Regions from separate parts of the Urocitellus parryii genome. Here regions 1 and 2 are each linked to region 3. The links are chromatin contacts, called in public Hi-C maps. All regions are on one chromosome and are shown on one strand. Each heading gives the region's core, a stretch centred on a gene start, on an enhancer-like site or on the middle of the called end of the contact. The rest is flanking DNA. Distances are from core to core; before and after follow the strand shown.

Region 1 (4,013 bases), core at 165-2,664, 380 kb before region 3:
ACTGTACATTTCATCTTGTGATTTTCCTTTTTTTTTTCTATAATATTACCCTCCAAGAGAATTTATCAAGTTACATTAAACCTCAACTTAATCACATCACAAGTTCCCTATCAGCCTTTTTAACATTTTTCTCTGAACGTGAAGCTCTTCTCATCTGTCTTTTTAGAAAGCTGGGCTGATGACAGAAACGTGCTGTGGAATTTCTGCTCTACCCAACCTCTTCCCTGCATTCCTATCCTACCGTCCCGTTCTCGCTTCCTAATTCCCCTGCCCTGGGTCTCGCTGATGCCTTCCCAAAGGCTTGATCGCTCGCTAAACTAAGCTAAACATATCAAACGGAATCTTTTCGTTCTCCGGGCTTTTTGCTCTTTCCTTACCGCTGTCCACGGAGGGAAGAAGAGGGGGAAACATCCTGAAACAAAGAATTTCAAGTCCCCTTGGACCTTTGGTGTAAATACATGGGGAAAGGGCATCTGCCAGACTCTACTTTCCGGCTACTAGACGCAGTTCCTCTAATTTCCCCTTCCCAGTCTTCAGATCCCCCTCACGAAATCACCAGGTCGTTCCCTTTAGGCCTCAAAGATTGAGAGACTCCTCTGGGTCTGCCCCCCATCCCCTCATACGCGGGCTGATAGGGATAGATGGCATTTCCATGCTCTTTAATTAACTTATCTCCTAAATCTCAGGGCTTCCTCAAAATGGTAATATAGTTGTTAAGGACTCAGCTCCGAGTCCTTTCCGAAGTGGGGGCGCGGCCTGGCCCCGAAATGGGTGCCCAGCCTTCCTTCCAAGGGTCTCCTGGGGATCCCACCCCAAAGCCAGTGCGCTCAGTTCCAGCAGGAGAATCTCTTTACTTTCAGGGAAGCTAAGTCCCCACGAGGTAGCCACACGTCCCCGAGGGCAGCACTCCTGAAACCCCCACCCCAGGACCCGCAAAACTGCCAGCGTCCTCGAGCAGGCGGACCCAATCCCCACTCTCCTCAACAACCCCAAGTTGTTCAGACCTCTCCCAAGCAAGGGGCTGGGATTTTTCCTTCCCAGCGCCCCCGCCCCCAAGCTCCTTCCACGCTGCAGAAATCCCGAGCGCGAAGGAGCTGTGGGTCTGTCCCTCTGCCGCAGCTCCCCAGCCGCAGGGCAGGCCAGGTCCCTCCTCCTCAGACGCCCCGCGTCGGGGCCGCCCCGCCACCAGCTGCCTCGGGCGGGCTCAGCCCCGAGTCTCTGCCCCGGGGCTGCCCTCCTCCGGCCGGCCCCCGCGCCGCTCCTCTTTGCCTGCGGGCCGCGGGCTCGGCGCTCCCTTCCCACTCGCAGACCCGGGCTTCAGGGCCCGCGTCGCGGAGCCGGCTCGCGCAGCTACCTGCAGGGGCCGCCGCGCCTCTCAGAGCCCCACCGCCGCCATCTTGCATTTCAAACCGGCTGCACTTTTCAGGGAGTCAACTCTGACCTGTGAACCCTAAACCCGGAACCACTCCGCGGTCCCGCACAGGGGCCTCAGAGCTCGGCGGCCAAGCAGAGAGCGGGGACCCGGGGTAGGGGTGCCAGGAGAGACGCGCGCCCCAGCGGCTAGCCGGGGCGGAGGGGAGGGGAGTGAGCTGGCCGAGGCGGGGCCCTCCGTGCACCCCAACCCCGCGCTGAGCCAGGCTGCCCACGCCTGGACCCTGCGGCTCCCTTGGGATCCGACCCCGGCCACTCTCCAGCATAGAAGAGTCGCTGGAGGTAGGGAACTGCCCCGCCCCCCTGTCAACATAAGCCCCGCCTTCCCCGCTTTCAAAGCGGCCCCGCCCCTTGCCCGCGCTAGCTCCGCCCGCTATCGTCAGAAGCCGGTGCCCTCTCGGGCCAGAAGGCAGCCCTGCCTTCGGGGCGCTCCGCCCTCCTACGGCGATGGTCAGGCCATGAGAGGTGGGCACGCTGTCTTCCTCTGAAATGCCGCTGTCACTGCAAACACCATGTCCTGGTGGTCGGAATACCAAGCCACGCCCTTCTGCAGAAGCCCCGCCCACTGTCACTAGAAACCCCGCCTTTCTGGGGCCCGTCTAGATTCCAGCCGCACCGCCCCACCCGCTATCAACAGTCCCGCGCCCCCGGTCAGCGGCAGCTCCACCTCTTTTCGCCCCCACTCCACCAGGAGCCGCGGCTGCAACCGCTGACGCCAAAAGTTCAGTCCAACCTCACTTTAAATCGTCCTGCGAGACAAAGTCTTTCTCTGCTCCCTCTGCACCTCAAAAGCACTGCTACCCGCTCACGAGCTCTTCTGGAGGGTTCTGCCCAAGCCCCGGTCTTCAAATCCCACTGCCTCAGTGTGAACCAGCCCCGCAGCGGACCAGCTGAGGACCCAGGCTTTCGGGAAAACCGGACGGCGTCACCGCCCCTCCTCTTCCCTTCAGCCTTCCCCCCACCCCATCATTGTTAAAATGAAGAATACAAACCAAAGCAAAAAGAAACGACTCACCCTCCAGGCAACTCGGCGCACATTCACGCGCACATTCACGGCCCGGACGCGTGAGAGCTCTTTGGCGCCTCGATGTTCTTCCCCACCCCCATCCCAGTCGTGGACCCTTTGTGCTTTGACAGCAGCGCTCCACTGAGCCACATTAATCCTCAAATATGCAGTTACTTAAAGTGAAAGCCTGATTGTTGAAATCAACGTACACCAGCTTCTTGTAGGTTGCATCTTAGAATCCTAAAAACTTCGTATGCTGGAGCTTAATGATCTTTTAGTCAGAAGAGCTCAATCCTGCCCTGCTAAGCCCTGTACTTAAAAAGAATTTTAACACCACTTCACTCTCCTGGAATTAAATTCATAATATAAACTACTTATACAAATAATTTTAAGAAATCAGTATAATGTTCTAATCATATAAAGACAAAACAGAGTAGTTTTTCGTAAAATGCTGTACTGATATCAATTTTTAAAAATAACTCAATAATAGGTTTTTCGTAATGTAAATGCTTTGGGCACCAGATAAGAGAACTACAAAGACAAAAACTTCCCCCACAAAATTTCAGTACACTCCCTAGAGACAGTACTGCACCCCATAACCTATACTTAGGGCTTACTCTGAGGTAAGATAAGAAAATACTTCAAATACATAAATTTTTTCTTTTACTTATGCAATTAGCCACTAGGATTTTAGCATCATGTATGTCAGGCACTGTGGGAGAGTAAAGCTCAGTTTAGCAGGAGATTAGTTCTACAACCTTTGAAGAGATCAAAATCTCAACAATGCTCAAGTGCCTTATCCTTATGTAAAATGGCATGGTATTTGCATACGATCCACCCAGATCCTCACCAAGCTTTAAATCATCTCTAGGTTATTTTTAATATCTAATACAATGAAAATGCTATGCAAATAGACTATATCATTTGGGCAATAATGACAAGAAGAAAATTGGGAATGTTCAGTACAGATGCCCTTTTCTTTTTCTGGATTGTGATTGGTTGAATCACAGATATGAAGCCAACGAAATTGGAAAGATGACCGTATTCCTGTTTTCCAAGAGTTTATAATCTAGTAGCTGAGCAAAACACGTGAGCATGAAAGTGTGAAAGGTGAGAAGAGATCCAGCAAAGATAAAGAAACCCTTTAGATAGACCTGATGAAAATCAGCTTCACTTTTCTCTTTTCCTTCCCTTCCTGCTCTCTTCCCATCCTTTTCTTCTTCTACTTTTCCTCCTTTTTATAGAGTTTATGGTCTCCTACTCTCTATAAGCTGTCTGCCTGGTTCACTGCTCAATGCCAGCAACCCAGAATTCTCCCAATTGCCACAGGGCAATTCTGTCCAGGAAAACAATTTCAATAGCACAGTGCTGAGAACAGTGTCCTTAGCTGGAGTGCTGCCAATTACTTAGTATCCTTGTACAAAGCAAGACTGTTACCACTTGAAAAATCCAGTTGCAGACTTAAGCAATATGCATATATGTTTAGCATAGCAGATTGTGCTAGCCCACATAAATCTGTTTAAAGATCATGCTCACTGAGTGACTTGTTTTTATTAAAATAAACTCATATATAAAA
Region 2 (4,024 bases), core at 1,363-3,862, 510 kb after region 3:
GATGCTCTTTCCCTCTCCTCAGCCTCTCTCTTGTTCCCAAGGGCTTTTTAACCTGCTGGCTGGAGAAAGGCCATGTAATAGCTGACATTTGCTCTCTGTCTCCTTATATGTCTTCTGTTACAGGGCCCAGAGAGTAAAGCCAGCCCCCTCCCCAGCCTTCCCAGTGGTCAGGAGTGGCCACGGGAACCCATTCTGTCCCAGCGCATGGGACAGACATTCATTTCTTTTTGTTCTGTCTCAACTGTTTGGGATGCTCGGAAGCTCAGTGACATCAGGATGCAAGGGTCACACCAAGGTTGAGAAGGGTGATGTACTGAATTTCCCTGGTGCCACACCAGCCCTGGGTGACCTCCCACCAGTGCTTAGCTGCCATTTGTAGGGGTATCTATCATTTGTTGCCAAACACACTGGATTAGTCGGGTCAGTAAAGGATGTACAAAGGTGAGGAATAAAGAAAGAAGGAAGGCCTGTCGAGGAGGAGCCCTGGGCATCCAATCCATCTCACATGCCTGCAGGGTCCTCAGAGCCTACACCTGCATTGGTGTTGGTTATTGCTGCCATCTGGTGGCAATATTTTGGAACCACTGCTTCAGGCCATGAACTGATTTTCCCTCAGCTCTTTCCTTCCACCTTTCATCCATCCATCTGTTCACTCATGCATTCCTCCTAAAAACATTTTGTGAGGACCTACTATGTGGGGCAAGTCCTTAAGAACACAACAAGGACATATGATAACGAGAGGGAACCCCCTGCTCCTGCCCCTTGAAACACATTTGGGAAAAGACAGCCATGAATCAAATTTAAAAAATGAAAAATTATGACTGGAAAGTTTGACAAGAGGAGAATCTGGTGCTTTGAAATAGAGATCTGACTTGGAGAGAAGAGTGGATATTGGGCAAAGCTCTCCTGATGAAGTGCTGTCTGGCCTGAGTTCTGAGAGATAAACTGGTCACAGGGAAGAAAGGCAGTTTCCTGGGTAGTGAGAGCAGTCATCTAAGAGATGCAAGGAAGGTGTGTGCTGAGGGTGAGCAGAAGAAGGCTGCGTGTCTGGGCCAGCCCTGAGCACAAGGCACTCTGGTTTCTGGACTGAGACTCTGGCTGCGGATTGGAGTTGCCATAGGGATCTTACCTGAGCGTGAGCTAAAGAGACATCCTCTGGCAGACATGCACAGAACGCTCCACACCAATGGCAGAACACCCTTGTCTCAGGTGCCCATGGGCTGTTCTCCAGGACAGACCACACACCAGACCATAAGACAAGGCTTTAAAGGATTTAAACCACAAAATGTGTTTTCAGATCACAATAGAGTGAAATTAAGATCGTTATTAGAAGGAAACCTGGGGAAATCCAAGATCTAGAAATTATGCAATACAACTCTTTCATCTCCATTTTATGGCTATGGAATGAAGCCTTTCTTTCTCCCCTTGTGTCTTGGACATTAATTTTTGCATAGGATGAGACTCCAAACCTAGGTTTGATAACACTTTTGTCTACAGATTTAAGTAAAACAACAGGACCATTTGAGTTTATCAACCTTTGTTTGAATTTCTGATTATTTCTACATCCATGGAAATGTAATACTGCTTGAATGGCTATGAGCATGTTCATACAGAAAGACCTCAAAAGCATAATTGGGAACTTCAATTAACATTAACTTTTCTGGGTCTCAGAGCCCTAATCTGTAGAATGGTGGGAGGTAAGTATAAATGGGTCTCTTTAAAGTTATAATTTTGAATTATTTTAATTCAACTGTAGTGAATTCCATCTTTGTTCTTTTTAGGGTTATCAAAGCACTTCAATGGGTATTTAATAGTTGCCATATGATCAATACAACTTGTTACATTATATCTTTTTGAGTATGACTCTTAGTCATTGTTTAAAACATTTTTATATATAACTTATTTAATCAATATAATAGCAATCTCTGAAGACAGCTAAAGTAATTCCCATTTTAAAAATGGAGATTCCAGAGTTGAGAGATGACATGATTCACCTCAGCTCAGATCCTTTGGACCTCTAAACACTTGATTTTTGGACTGCAGGACAATGAACTGATGACGATCTTTGCAAGGAAAGTTGTATCTGACTCTTCACTTTTAGAAATAAGATGACTTTTAGCAACACTAGACCACAGACAGCCCTTCTGCAAATTCAGCCGATCATTTCCAGCTCACCTGTCTCTCTGGATTCATGAGCAGCATTAAACAGAGTGCATGAAGGTTCCGATTTGCACTGTTTGAATTTGAGCTGAGGTAAAAATTAAACAAACCTTCTAGCTTCATTTGCCCTTAATTGACTTACAAAACCATTAATGTTGGAGGTCACAAAATAATGTATTTGGAGGGCAATACATTATTACTTTCCCACTAGTTTTGCTGTAGATATTCAGCTTTACACGGACACCTGTAGAACATGTGAGATATGTTTTGTCCAAAATTATAACACAAGGTTAACTTTTTACAATCTGACGTCTGTAAGCCCCGTAAAATTCCTCCGAATTGTTAGCTTGTAGTAACTAATAGTTGACCACAACAAAGATGGCGGAAGCGGCCTCACCAGGGCAACGGGATCACCAATCGTCAACCGCATCTGTATATTTAGTTCCGGCTTGTTTGACGTAACTTCCGCCTCGACGCGGCGTGGGAATCTCTCCCTGAGGTGTCCGCGAATTTACCGAGGTAGGTGAACCTAGCCTTCCCGGAGTGGTGCTACAGGCTTGGAAAGCATGCGGGCGCCACAGCATGGAGAGGGAAGATGGGACGTCCGTGGCCGTTGTCGCAGTTGTGACCGAGCGGCGGTTCGCTCAGCGGTACAGGGAATTTCTCGAGAAGCAGAAACTCTTGGATAGACGGCACCGCGTGGAAAAGATGCCCGACGGCACCGTGGCGCTACCGGTGCTGGGGGAGACGCTCCCCGCGCAGCTTCTGGAGGAGCTGAGGACTCGCGTGGCCCCGGGCAGCACGTGCGTGCTGACGCAGCTCCTGGATCCTCTTCCTTCAAAGAAGGCCCAGGGTTGTTCGCCTGCCCAGAGACTGTGTCTGGAGGTGAGGCGCTGGGTAGAGGGCCGGGGAGTGGCGTGGTCGGCTGAATTGGAGGCTGATTTGCCCCGATCTTGGCAACGACATGGTAACCTTTTGTTGTTGAATGAAGACTGTTTCCAAAACAAGCAGTGGAAAAATCTGGGACCAGAACTCTGGGAGACCGTTGCCTTGGCATTTGGCGTCCAGCGTTTAGCAAAACGAGGGCGGGTATTCCCGGATGGCACTCGAACTCCAGCGGTGACTCTGCTGCATGGCGACCATGGCTGGGTAGAGCATGTGGATAATGGCATCCGATATAAGTTTGACGTGACCCAGTGCATGTTCTCCTTCGGAAACATCACTGAAAAGCTGCGAGTGGCATCGCTGCCCTGTGCTGGACAAGTGCTGGTGGATCTCTATGCAGGGATTGGTTATTTTACATTGCCCTTCCTAGTTCATGCTGGTGCTGCCTTTGTCCACGCCTGTGAGTGGAACCCCCATGCTGTAGTCGCTCTGAGAAATAATCTGGAGATCAACGGAGTAGCAGATCGGTGCCAAATACACTTTGGGGATAACAGGAAGCTGAAGCTCTCAAGCATTGCAGATAGGGTGAACCTGGGTCTGATTCCCAGTTCAGAAGAAGGCTGGCCCATTGCCTGCCAGGTGCTACGACAGGATACTGGGGGCATTTTGCATGTCCATCAAAATGTGGAATCTTTCCCAGGGAAGAATCCCCAGCCTCCTGGAAGTAGCAAAATGGAGAAAGAACATTGGCCTTATCCTCAGAAAATTATCACCAATGAATGGGAAAATGGAACTGCCAGAGATTTTAGGAGGAAACTGCTTTCACAAGCCACCAAGCTAGAGTGGCAAAGGTGGGCAGAATCTGCAGAAACTCGAATTGCCACTCTTCTTCAGCAGGTGCATGGGAAACCATGGAAGACACAAATCCTGCACATCCAACCGGTGAAATCTTATGCTCCCCATGTGGATCACATAGTTC
Region 3 (4,422 bases), core at 1,605-4,104:
ATTTAAATTACAAAATGAATTTAAGTATAAAATTTGATGGATCAGTTGTTTGAGTACTGGAGTATTTTATAGTTGGGGGAGTATATAATTTCCTACCGCTTCCATAACAAATTACCACAAATGTAGTGACTTAAGTCAATACAAATTTATTACCTGATCAGAAGTACAAACTGGGCTGTGCCAAGAATCCATTTCCTTTTTCTGCTTCTAGAAGAGAAACTCCTTGGCTTGTAGTCTCCCGTCACTCTAACCTCTGCTTCTACCATCCTATCCTGTTCTCTGACTCTGACCCTCCTGCCTCCTCTTATGAGGACCCTGTGGTTAGGTTGAGCCCATTTAGATAATCCCAGATAATCTTCCCATTTTAAGATCCTCAATTTAATTTTAGTTGCAAAGCCTCTTTTGCCATGAAGGTAACATTCACAGGTTGTAGGGATTAGATGTGGAGCCATTATTCTTTCTACCATAGCACATGACATTCTGGGGTCTGTGAGTAAGGTCTTCAGACCCTACTAGTTTCAAGTTGCTTCTGCTCTTACTAAAGGGTATATTACTCAAGCCAGCTGGGTAATTTCTCTTAAGCCAATCTGATAAAGCCAGATAAGAAGACATCTCATTGCACTTGTGTATTTGAACACATTGCTGGCCTACACAGCTTCTGGGATGGGGTTTCTAACACTCTGAAGTTTCTGACCTCTCTAGAGTTTGAAAGACAAAGATATAGTGAAGCAGAAATAGCAGACACCTGAATCAGGGACCTAAAAGGATGAACATTATTATTTACCAAAAAGGTTTAATGATGTAATGACTGAGTATATGAAGCCCAGTGAACAGTTGTTTTTGGTTTTCTGATGTTTGGGGAGCAGTCCTGGTTCTGAACTTCCAACTGAAAAGGACATTTAGCCTTGTGGGATAATTTATGAACTATATAAACTTATGTACTTCCAAATTCTCAAAGACTGGTCACTTTGTGGGAAAAGGAGGTAGCTCAGTACTTTAATAAAAATGCAGCACTCTGCATTTTTGTAAACCAAACTCTGTTACCAGTTACTGCTCTGAAGGAATTGTTATTTGTGTTATTCCTGTTCATATAACTTTGACCCATTACCATTTCCTCTTTCAAATTTCTGATTTTTTCAGCTACTTAGTTAGAATCTTTTCTATTCCCCAAGGTCAAATTTTCAAAGGTCTGTGCCTTCTCGGTTTAGCAGGCGTAAGTTTAACTCTACTATCACCTGATTACTTTTCTGTTGTAATATGTCCACATTATATTTAATATTTGTTAAGCAAAAAAGATAAGTTTAAGATAAGTTTAACAGGCACACTCTTGCTTAATTGCTAATATAATGGTTTTCAGAGATTTAAAAACTAATTTGTCTTAATATTCATTGTTACTTAAATTAGATCCAAGACTTTGGAAGGATATGGGCTCTTCCACACTTAGAATTGTATAAAAGTTATTTTCTGGCAGATTTGTGTTGTTGGCTTTACATGAACATTATCTAAACTGGACTAGAAGGCAGTATAATGAGAGGTGGACTTGGGAAATCAAAGGATGGCTTTAGAGTAAGACAGCTCTGTCACTCCTGCCTGAGTGGTTTTGTGAGCAAGCCATATAGCCCTGCCAAGCCTCACTTTACTCTTGTATTAAATTGGGATAGTAATCAGGATAGTAATTTTCACATCGTTGTGAGGAATGAAAATCTCCTGCAAGTTAAGGGCTTAACACTTAGAAGCAAGGCAAACAATATTTGTTGAACTTATGTCTCATGGTTGGCATTCAGTTAACTTTAGCTATGCTGATGCAGGTCTGTAAACATAGGAGTCAAAGTTTCTATGTATAATTGGCTAAAATGAGACCGATATACCTATGCAAAAGTAGTGTGTACCATGTTTTTTTTGATTAATCAGATATTATGGAGTCTATGTATCTGATTCTCCAACTGTTTAGGTTTGAGTTAGGCATTTTATGTAACAAGTTCTGAGTTTATATATGTTAGTGTATAATAAAACATTTAAAACCATTGTTTAAAACTGAAAATAGTTGCAAAGTAACCAAAGTCATGAGATCGCTTAGGCATTGTAACGAATTCTAGAAGAAACTATTCCCAAAGACTGTCTTACTGGAGATATAGAGAGATGTGCTGGATTTCTGCCTTTAAAAAGAGGCATTGGAGGCATTTTTTTGAGCAGAAGACACCCAGAAGCTGCATGCCAAAGGTTGGCAATGGTCGTTGTCTTATCGATTCTCTTGGGTAGCCAGACTTGTCAGTACCAGTTTAAAATGTCTGCTCCCTGAATCTCTAAATTCAAAGAATTTAAATTTTGAAGCTCAACATTATTCTTCCACAAGATTCAGCTTTGATGTATCATGGCTTCTCCCTCATTCAGGGGAAGGTATTGATTTAAATATTCTCTGCTCCTGAGCCTGGACTCTGTTCACCTGGCCCTTCTTGGGGTGCAGGTGGTGGAGAGTCCCCATGGTGCTCACTACTCTTTGAAGCCAGCTATGGTCCTTTCCCCAGGGTGCTTTTTCTTAGACAACTGACCCCAGTGCCTGTAACCATCTGATTTTTGGGCCACCCCCATTTCGGGGAAAGTGAGTCATCCAACAATGGCAACGCAGGCCCAAGCGACCATCATAATTCATCCAGGGACTGAAAGGCCAACACCAAGCCTGCAGACAGGAGGCGACCTCCGGAGCATCTCCCGTTACCACCTCGTTGCCCCGCCCACCAGAGTTTAGGGGGCGGAACGGGCCAATCTGGAACTCCGCCCCTCCTGCCTTGCGTCACTGGCGGAAGTGACGCAATCCCAGAGCCATTTCCGGCGGGCAGAAACTAGGAAGAAACTTGGAGCCGCCAAGGCGCTCCAGCTACCAATCGCCGCCGCCGCTGCTGTGCCCTGTGGCCCGGGCCGCTCTGAGCTGTCGGGAGGCCTGACCATGGGGCAGCGCGGGCCCACCGCAGTGTGAGGCGCGGAGCCTCCCGCGGGCTCCCCTGACAGGCCGGGGACCGGCAGGCGGGAGGCGTCGTTCGGCCGCGGTCGCGGCTCCGGCCCGGGCATCATGAACATAGACGTGGAGTTCCACATCCGGCACAACTACCCCTGGAGCAAGTTGCCCGCCAACGTGAGACAGGTACGGCGGGGACCTGGGGTCGTCCCCGACCGGCTCGGCTCCGCCCCACTGTCACCTGCTCGTCCCTCCCCCGGAGCCCGCGCTGGCTTCTCTCGGCTGACTCCTGCCCTTTCCCCTGCCAGATTATCTGGAAAACCGACACTTGGCTCAGGAGGGGGCCATCGCTAAATGGGACGAATGGTGTTCAAAGAACTCGCCTTGTGCCTTTGCGCTGAGCCACCAGGCGCCAGGGATACCCACATTTAAAACACGGTCCTTGACCTCCACAACTTGAGGAAGATGCAGAAGGGACAGACAGAAATGAATACGATACAGGGGATAGCAGCTCAAACGTGCCTCCATCGTAGTGTAGATCGGGAGTAAGCAATATAGTCCATGGAGCATTGCGAGGATGTGTAGAGGAGGCATTCAAATTGGGCCTCGAGAGGACCAAGAACAGTAAAAGATGAAGGAATAGAATTTTTTCTAGATAGACGGAACATCATTTTCAAAGACTTGTCAGTGAAAAAACAAGTCTTGAGAGTAGGGAGCAACTGAATGTCACCACAATTTGGAGTTGTGTGTATATTAATATATTTGGAGGTGGAGTTTGGTAAGAGAGTGGCAGTAGTAGCAGATGAGGCTGAAAAAAAAAGTCAGGGACTGGTTTTGAAGGAAATTGCATGCATTGTTTTGTTGCACTTTATAGGTTAGAGGTGATGTATCAATAAGAACGACATGCGATGTTTGAGAGGCAGTGCTCAAATTTTTGAGTGGCAGTTTTACTCAGTTGTTTAACAGGTATTTATTGAGCAACTACTAGGTGTCATGCCCTGCTCTTACACAGGTAGTTTGCACCAGTAAACAAGACAAAGACCTTGCTTTAATGGAGCTTATGTTTTAGCAAAGATTAAGTAAACAAATGAGTAAATACATAACACAGAAGTTGGTGTTAAATCTTATGAAGGTTGTGATAATGTGCTACCTACCTATAAGGTACTGTTTTTCTGGTTACTGTTTCTCTGATCTTCAGTTCCTCCCATTATACTTGGTTGACAGTGACATTTTTGTTTTCTGTGGATGCTGGGCAAAAGTATTTTTGGAAAGCTTGGAATGCTGGTGGTGATAGTGAAAAAATTATTGTAGTTTACTTGCCTCCCTTCCTCTTTGGATCTAGGAAATGAGTAATTTCCTAAATCTAGGGTCTGGTGATTCATCATTTGACCAATGATGAATCTTTTTACTTTAAGACACCCAAACCTAAGAAAGTGGAAAGAGAACTTTCAGGGACTTACAAGGACAGT

Evidence for each region. Hi-C and Micro-C count contacts between places; a contact is called where the count stands out from the background.
Region 1: a contact with region 3 is called in a Hi-C map of liver, with 3 times the contacts expected there. The contact joins the promoter of Zhx1 here to the promoter of Fam91a1 in region 3. A contact is called at or near these places in 2 of 2 Hi-C or Micro-C datasets (liver and muscle).
Region 2: a Hi-C map of muscle shows a contact between it and region 3, with 3 times the contacts expected there. The contact joins the promoter of Tyw2 here to the promoter of Fam91a1 in region 3. A contact is called at or near these places in 2 of 2 Hi-C or Micro-C datasets (liver and muscle).

Annotation. Positions count from the first base shown.
Region 1 is chr7:16,943,628-16,947,640 of mUroPar1.hap1, reverse strand. Zhx1 (zinc fingers and homeoboxes 1) reads right to left here and starts at 1,414. Exons shown (of 3, transcript XR_013343894.1): 1 at 1,355-1,414.
Region 2 is chr7:16,051,597-16,055,620 of mUroPar1.hap1, reverse strand. Tyw2 (tRNA wybutosine-synthesizing protein 2) reads left to right here and starts at 2,612. Exons shown (of 2, transcript XM_026407760.2): 1 at 2,612-4,024. The coding sequence starts at 2,743.
Region 3 is chr7:16,562,010-16,566,431 of mUroPar1.hap1, reverse strand. Fam91a1 (family with sequence similarity 91 member A1) reads left to right here and starts at 2,854. Exons shown (of 24, transcript XM_026407667.2): 1 at 2,854-3,139. The coding sequence starts at 3,068.